2 separate regions of the Macaca mulatta genome follow, and region 2 is linked to region 1. The links are chromatin contacts, called in public Hi-C maps. All regions are on one chromosome and are shown on one strand. Each heading gives the region's core, a stretch centred on a gene start, on an enhancer-like site or on the middle of the called end of the contact. The rest is flanking DNA. Distances are from core to core; before and after follow the strand shown. Region 1 holds the start of WBP11 (WW domain binding protein 11). Region 2 overlaps PDE6H (phosphodiesterase 6H).

Evidence for each region. A called contact is a pair of places that touch in the nucleus more often than the background predicts.
Region 2: a contact with region 1 is called in a Hi-C map of blood, with 2.6 times the contacts expected there. The contact joins the enhancer-like site here to the promoter of WBP11 in region 1. A contact is called at or near these places in 8 of 14 Hi-C or Micro-C datasets (CD4 T cells, blood, cortical neurons and 4 more).

The regions. Positions count from the first base shown.
Region 1 is chr11:17,240,952-17,244,288 of T2T-MMU8v2.0, reverse strand. WBP11 (WW domain binding protein 11) reads left to right here and starts at 1,960. Exons shown (of 12, transcript NM_001257936.1): 1 at 1,960-2,068.
Region 2 is chr11:17,428,026-17,431,334 of T2T-MMU8v2.0, reverse strand. It overlaps PDE6H (phosphodiesterase 6H), which reads right to left. Exons shown (of 5, transcript XM_077953677.1): 5 at 436-1,427. The coding sequence ends at 1,351. Among named protein-coding and RNA genes, the nearest start is that of ARHGDIB, 20 kb to the right of the region's middle. Within about 2 kb of position 1,269, at least 9 of the 40 cell types and tissues checked have an H3K27ac peak or open chromatin away from gene starts, as enhancers often do. A contact at or near this core is called in blood, where this site is marked.

The DNA.
Region 1 (3,337 bases), core at 711-3,210:
AACTGGATGGATTTGAAAATGGTAAAAATCAAAACTAAAAACATCAAGGTCCTGTTTCTGTAACTGCAATCAACCCTGACCAATTGTGATGATTAAATATCGCTCAAGTGAATGTTCAAACACTGAAACATTTAAAAGACAAGCAAGCAAAACACAGCTCACAGGAATAAAATGCATTTAGGATGCAGAATAGAAGGTCACTACTCTCAAAGCATTTGTCATTTAAAGGAAAGTCATACTTTATTATGTTTTCAGAAAAATTAATATAATTTCATTTTCAACACTAGCAAAAAGGAGGCAGCTGCCTTTGATACACGACGCATTAGGTGGGCCATTTCACTAATTACCTGATTTTAGAAAACGCCAAAGGCTATAGAGGCCTATTAATGGTTCAGCTGAATCTCTGCAGATGTGTTTGTTTTCTAAATCCTTTGCCAGTAAGTAATTCCCATGAGGACTCTTTTAGTCTATACTGACAAAATTATTAATATGCTGTTGATGCCAGACTGCGTTTGTTATAGCTGATTCTCCCATCCAAGTACAAGAAATGTATTGAAATAAAAACTGCTCAGCCTATCTTAATAATATTAGCTACAGGAAAAATTTTAGCTACATGAAAGACTTTAATATTTCCAACAAACAGTTTGTTTTCTCTTTCTCTTCTCGCATTGTTTTTCAAAACGAGTTGCAAAACTATGACCACTAATATGGTGTTAAGAAGAAAAAAAAACAAGTTGCAAAATATTACAACTTAGTTCATCTTCAAAATTCAAGATTATTTTCTTTTTTATGTTTTACCTGGTTTATCAGCTTTAACCTACCAGATCTTGTCATTGCTTTCCGACACTGAAATTCAATCTAAAATCAAATCAAGAATTTCCTAACACAAAGGTAAGTTTAGGTATAGGACCGATCATATTACCTTCAAGGGCAGTTTAAAGATTCTGCCAAAAATTAATATGTATCTCCAACAATATTTTGAAATATTTATAACTGGTGGTAAGAATAGACTTCCTACAAGGGATAGTCTGGTTAAGATTAGAAATAACCAAGCGTACCCTCTAAGATAGTTTTTTAAATGTTTAAACTTACCTTTAAGGGAAATAAGTGGGGGCTGACTCAGGGAAAGAGGGGATAGTAGGTAAGGAAAGGGCAAAGGCTAGAGTTAAGTGAATAATCCTGTACGTAGAGTGACATCATAGAGGACTTTTGGCTGGTGAATAGACCAGTAGGGAATACGGCCAATATATATCAACCTTGCCACTCATAAACTTAAAACCGACTGCATATGTATCCCCGTATTTCTTCTTCAGAACACTACTAATAAATAAATAATAAATCACCGCCCGTATAAGCAATTTGCGACTCTAATACGGGTGCTGATTTATTTGTTCAGGTGGTCTACAAATGTTCTGTTCTGCGCGTCTATTAAATTTCCACACGTACCAGACGCCCACATGGGATAACCTGATGCTTACAAAGCGGATTAAACTCAGTAGCAAATGTTATCTGGGTATTCGTTTACAAACGGAGACACCCCTAAAGGATCGCACCTGCTTGCGTCATAAGAAACATAAAAATCCAAAAACTAACGTAATTCCAAGAGACACAAAACGCGGAACGCTTCTGCATCTGCAGAAAGTACCGTTCTCGGACAGGTCAACGCATTACGCCCCCAGCAACTAGGTCAGAACGCCTCCAACTTGAGAGACAGGACCGTCAGCCAATCAGATAGCAGCTATCTTCTTTCAATTCCTATTGTACTAGATGAGCGCAATGAGGCGGGCTCTTAGCCGACAACCAACCAATGGAGTATTGTATGGGACCGGAAGAGACTCTGGTCCTGGAATTCTTGAGTATTCTCTATGGTTCTAGGGCCGAGCTGCGCTAAGAGACAGCGGGACAGAGGAATGGGAAATGACGTAAGGATTGCGGAGGGGCGCGAGGTTTCAAGATGGCGGTAGCTGAGGGGTAGACCGAGAGGCCGAGTTGAAGGCCCTTACGAAGTGAAAGAGGCCGGGAATCGCCCCCTGCCCGCTTCTCGTAGTCCTGGGAGCACAGCAGAAGTGTGAGTGTATGGAGTTGCTCTACTTCTTTTCCTCATCTCTTTCGTCCCTTCCACGGCCCGCGCAGTGGCTTGGGGGACACCCAGTCCCTTTGCCCCGCTCCTCCTCTCCCCGGCTGGGGTCTCCCGGTTGCGGACTGGGGTATTCCAGGGCCTGGGGTGGCGCGGCGACCAGTGGTTACGCGGTTGGCATCGCCCGGGGCGGTTGGGGCCGCTTCCTATGCACGTTGATTGGTAGCCTTAGGTTTGACGTCTTGTACCTCGAGTCATGGTCGGTCAACCGTCACTATGGTTTCGGCAGTTGCTGGTGTTGCCTCCTTTGGTGGACCTGGACCCTATCCCATTGAAGGTTTTTTGGCTATTTACAGTTCCCCAACGGTTATTTGGCTTGATTTTTCCAGTCGCCCCCGCTTGTAGACAAAAAACTAATCTTTGCAGACTTAAGCTCCCGTATCTTCCGTAAAATTCTCTGTAATTCGTATCCGTTGTGTTTCATTTGTGGGGGAGGAGATTCAGAACATGAGCCCGCTTGAGAAAGGAAAGCACGAAAAACGCAGGCAATCAAAGATGGGAGAGCTTGTATTTGTACGAATTTTGCATGTTTTCTTCCTTCCCTACCTCCTACTCCCTGCTGCTCTCCCACCCACACCTCCACCCCCCAGTTTTTCTGAGAAGGAAACCACTTGACAGGGTGTATGGTAGCTAGGGCAGGAATATGGATCCATTATAAAGATTATAGTTAAATAGTGAGTCAAACATCACAAGATATTTTATTTGTAATCCCGTTGTATCATCAGAGCTTTGTTATAAAGTAATTGATGTCCCCATTTTTTAGATGAGGAAGCTAAAAATCAGAGCCTTTGACACCACCGTCTTGAAGTAATTGCCACCAGAACAGCTATGAAACATCTAGCTTTCTGAAACATCTGGCTTTCGGGGCAATTGGACACTTGGCGAAAGACACATTAACTGTAACAAACTGGTCTGAAAATCTTCCCTTTCTTCCCTTTAAAAAGTGTCTACTTGCAAAAGGAAACAAATTTGTCCACCTTTGTTACTGGAAAGAATGCTTCAAAAAATTAAGCCCCATTCTTTTGGAATAAGAGGAAGAAGTCATGTAATAGGGTATTGTGTTAATAAAAGTTTTAGCTTACAAAATATTTTTTCCTCAAACAAGAATAAGTATTCCCTTTAGTTACCTTAAGAAATATATATTGGGAGTCAGGTATTAGAAAAATATGTGTCTTAATATTTAAATTTTGGGGAGCTCTC
Region 2 (3,309 bases), core at 20-2,519, 190 kb before region 1:
TTCTAATTTTCTGGCCAGAAGGTAACCTGATCATTCGTGCAAAATGGTTAACACAGGCCCTGTAGCACTCACAAGTTTTTGAGTGCTGCACTCCCCTAAGACCACAAAGTCACAGAATTTATCACCACCATGAACCTTAGATTATCTGATTCAGGAAAACTTGAAGGTAAAAAGGGTGAGATCTTTGCCCAAAATCATATTGTAATTTACTGGTAGAGACAGGATTAGAACCTGAATCTCTTGCTTCTCTATCATCCTGTCTCTCTCTTCGGTTAATTTACTCCATTCTTTTACCACAGATTTCAAAACTGAAATGAAGAAATTCATACTGTTAGTTCCAAAGCATCCAAGTCACATAGAGGCAGCATTTGAGTTGCACAATTGCCTTGAAAGTATTGGGAAAAGATAAGTATGAGCACATTACACTGACACAACTTCAGGGGTAAGGCAAACCATCATTTTATTTAGAGGGTCAACTGCCTATCCTTTGTATATGAGTCTAAACCTTATAGCATATAAATCTTTTCAGTTGACAGTTTAAAGGTTAGATTTACTACAGATGTGCACAAAGCAGTCAATGTATGTAACTCCCGTGACTACCATATTAAGCCATTGGACAAAATAACTTCATTGAGGGAATGCTGTGGAAGGAAACCTTCCTCAACCAGAGTACTGAAAAGAAGGCTCACATTGTCAGAATTCCGAGTTTAAATCCCAGTTCCTCGCCAGCTTAGAACTGTACAACTTAGAGCTGCATGAGACTTCTGAAATAACCTAGTTCAATCAAATTTAGACCCAGAAAGTATACAATTTATGAACTTACAGAATTCAAATCTTCATCCTATGCTGTTTTGTAAGCACTGCACTTATTTCCTGTATGACTGTGCCTTCTTTGTTTAATTGGTTCTCAGAACACAGCATCAGATATTTCCATGTAGCATTTAATACAACTTCAGCAACATTCAAGGTAAATATCTCCTTTATTAAATAAGAGGAGGTGGGGAGTGACATAAATGTAATCTTAAAGGTCTCCTATTAATCATAGTGAATGCCTAGCAAAAATAGATTTAAAGGGCTTACACATAAACAAAATGTAGAGAAATATTGATGACTTCTAACTAGCTGGTAGGAAAAGGTGGTTAAGTGTGAAATGCATCCACTATTTTGAGCTGTACTGCAAGAGAGATTCTGATAGTAAGAGAACTCTTAGTAGTAACTGATAGGAAATGACCTCGAAAGTCAACAAAACCACTTCCAATCAGCTGAATTTCAAGACTCCGGCAGATCATCAGGGCAAAAGTAACCAAAATTACAGCAGATGTCGTTGAGAGTGGCAGAACCTCTGGCACCTCAAATAATCCCAAACTGAGCGAGCTCATGCAATTCCAGGTGGCTGAATGCCTCCCACGGACAAATCACTGTGATATCTGCAAGAGATGGAAGAGTATGTAAGCCAACCTCACCCCAAAAAAAGTCTCTTCACAGAAAGATGCCGTTCAGGCAGAGACACTTCACTCCTCTCTCCTGCTCATTATCCCCTGACTGAGAAGTTACCTAGAGTGGTCCTGCGGCCCAGGAAGGATCAGACCAATTGCTTAATTGTTGCACCAGGCATCTCTGTTGGTTTCATTCTGCTTCCTCTTTGAGGGGGGTGGCGACCCACAGCTTTTGACTGAGGGGTTCCCTGGGGGGGTACAGCCCACTGATCACACAGAGTCTCCCCAAACCACAACCACTAAGGAGGAAGCAAAAGTGGAATTCTAGTCAGGCCAAGGGCTAAGATGAAAAAGAGGAACACTTTGAATCTCCATGGTCTAGGTATCCATAGTCTTCCCTACCAATCTAGATCAGTTTCTTCTCTAATTATTCTTCTATTCCTTTACATTTTGAATTGCCTATATCCAATCACATATTGAAAAATGATCACAAGGCATCTTTTAATCCAGCTTCTTGTTTTAGAAAGTAAGATATTATTATCCTTCAGTTACAAAGAAGCTTGCTGACACCCAGAGAGATGAAATAATTAGCAAAAACCACATAGTTGTAGAGCTGAGACCAGAACCAGGTCAAAGACCTCAGACTTTCACTCAGTATAAGCCTCATTACATTATTCCAAATATACGGTTAGAGTCAAGCACATCTTCCAGATCCCAAAGCAAATTTGCTGGTCTTGCATGCACCTTGCCAAAATACAGAAGCAGTTAATCTAGGAGAATAGCAAAATTGCTTTATAATGTGGCTGGAAAATGTATTCGAGATCCCAGGATTGGTATTTGGCTGCAGAAAGATACACTGAGGATTGCCTGGGAAGGACACTGATTACTACAAATGCTACCATTTATCAAAGGTGTGTTGGATGAGTTGAAAATATGTCCAGACAAAAGCCTGCACATAAATCTTTAGGGCCATTTTATCCATTGTTGGCTAAACTTGGAAGCAACCAAGGTATCTTTCAATAGGATAAAAAACTGTGTTTATCTCTACAATGGAGTATTGTTCCATGATTTAAAAAACTGAGCTATCAAGCCATATAAAAACATGGAGAAACCTTAAATGAATATTGTTAAATGAAAGAAGCTAGTCCAGAAAAGCTATATACTGTATGATTCGAACTATACCACATTCTGGAAAAGGCAAAACTATACAGACAGAAGATTAGTGGATGTCGAGGGTTTAGAGAGAGAGAGAAGGGTGACCAGGTGAAGCATAGGGCAGCAAAACTATTCTGTATAATACTATATGTACTACAGAATGTACTATAATGGTGGGTACATGGTATTTATCAAAACCCTTAGAACTTTACAACACAAAGGATAAAAACCCTAATACAAGCTATGGATTTTAATTAACATACTGCATCAATATTGGCTCATCAAATATAATCACACTAATACAAGATGTTAATAATAAAGGAAACTGTAAAAGGGGAGAGAGGTGGTAGACAGGACATATAGGATCTGTACTTTCTGATGAATTTTTCTGTAAATCTTAAACTCCTCTAAGAAATAAAGTCTATTAATTTAAAAAAATATGGCAGGGCGCGGTGGCTCAAGCCTGTAATCCCAGCACTTTGGGAGGCCGAGACGGGCGGATCACGAGGTCAGGAGATCCCGACCATCCTGGCTAACACAGTGAAACCCCGTCTCTACTAAAAAATCAAAAAATTAGCCGGGCGAGGTGGCGGGCGCCTGTAGTCCCAGCTACTCGGGAGGCTGAGGCAGGAGAATGGCGTAAAAACCCGGGAGGCGGAGCTTGCAGTGAGCCGAGATCCGGCCACTGCACTCCAGCCTGGGCGACAGAGCGAGACTC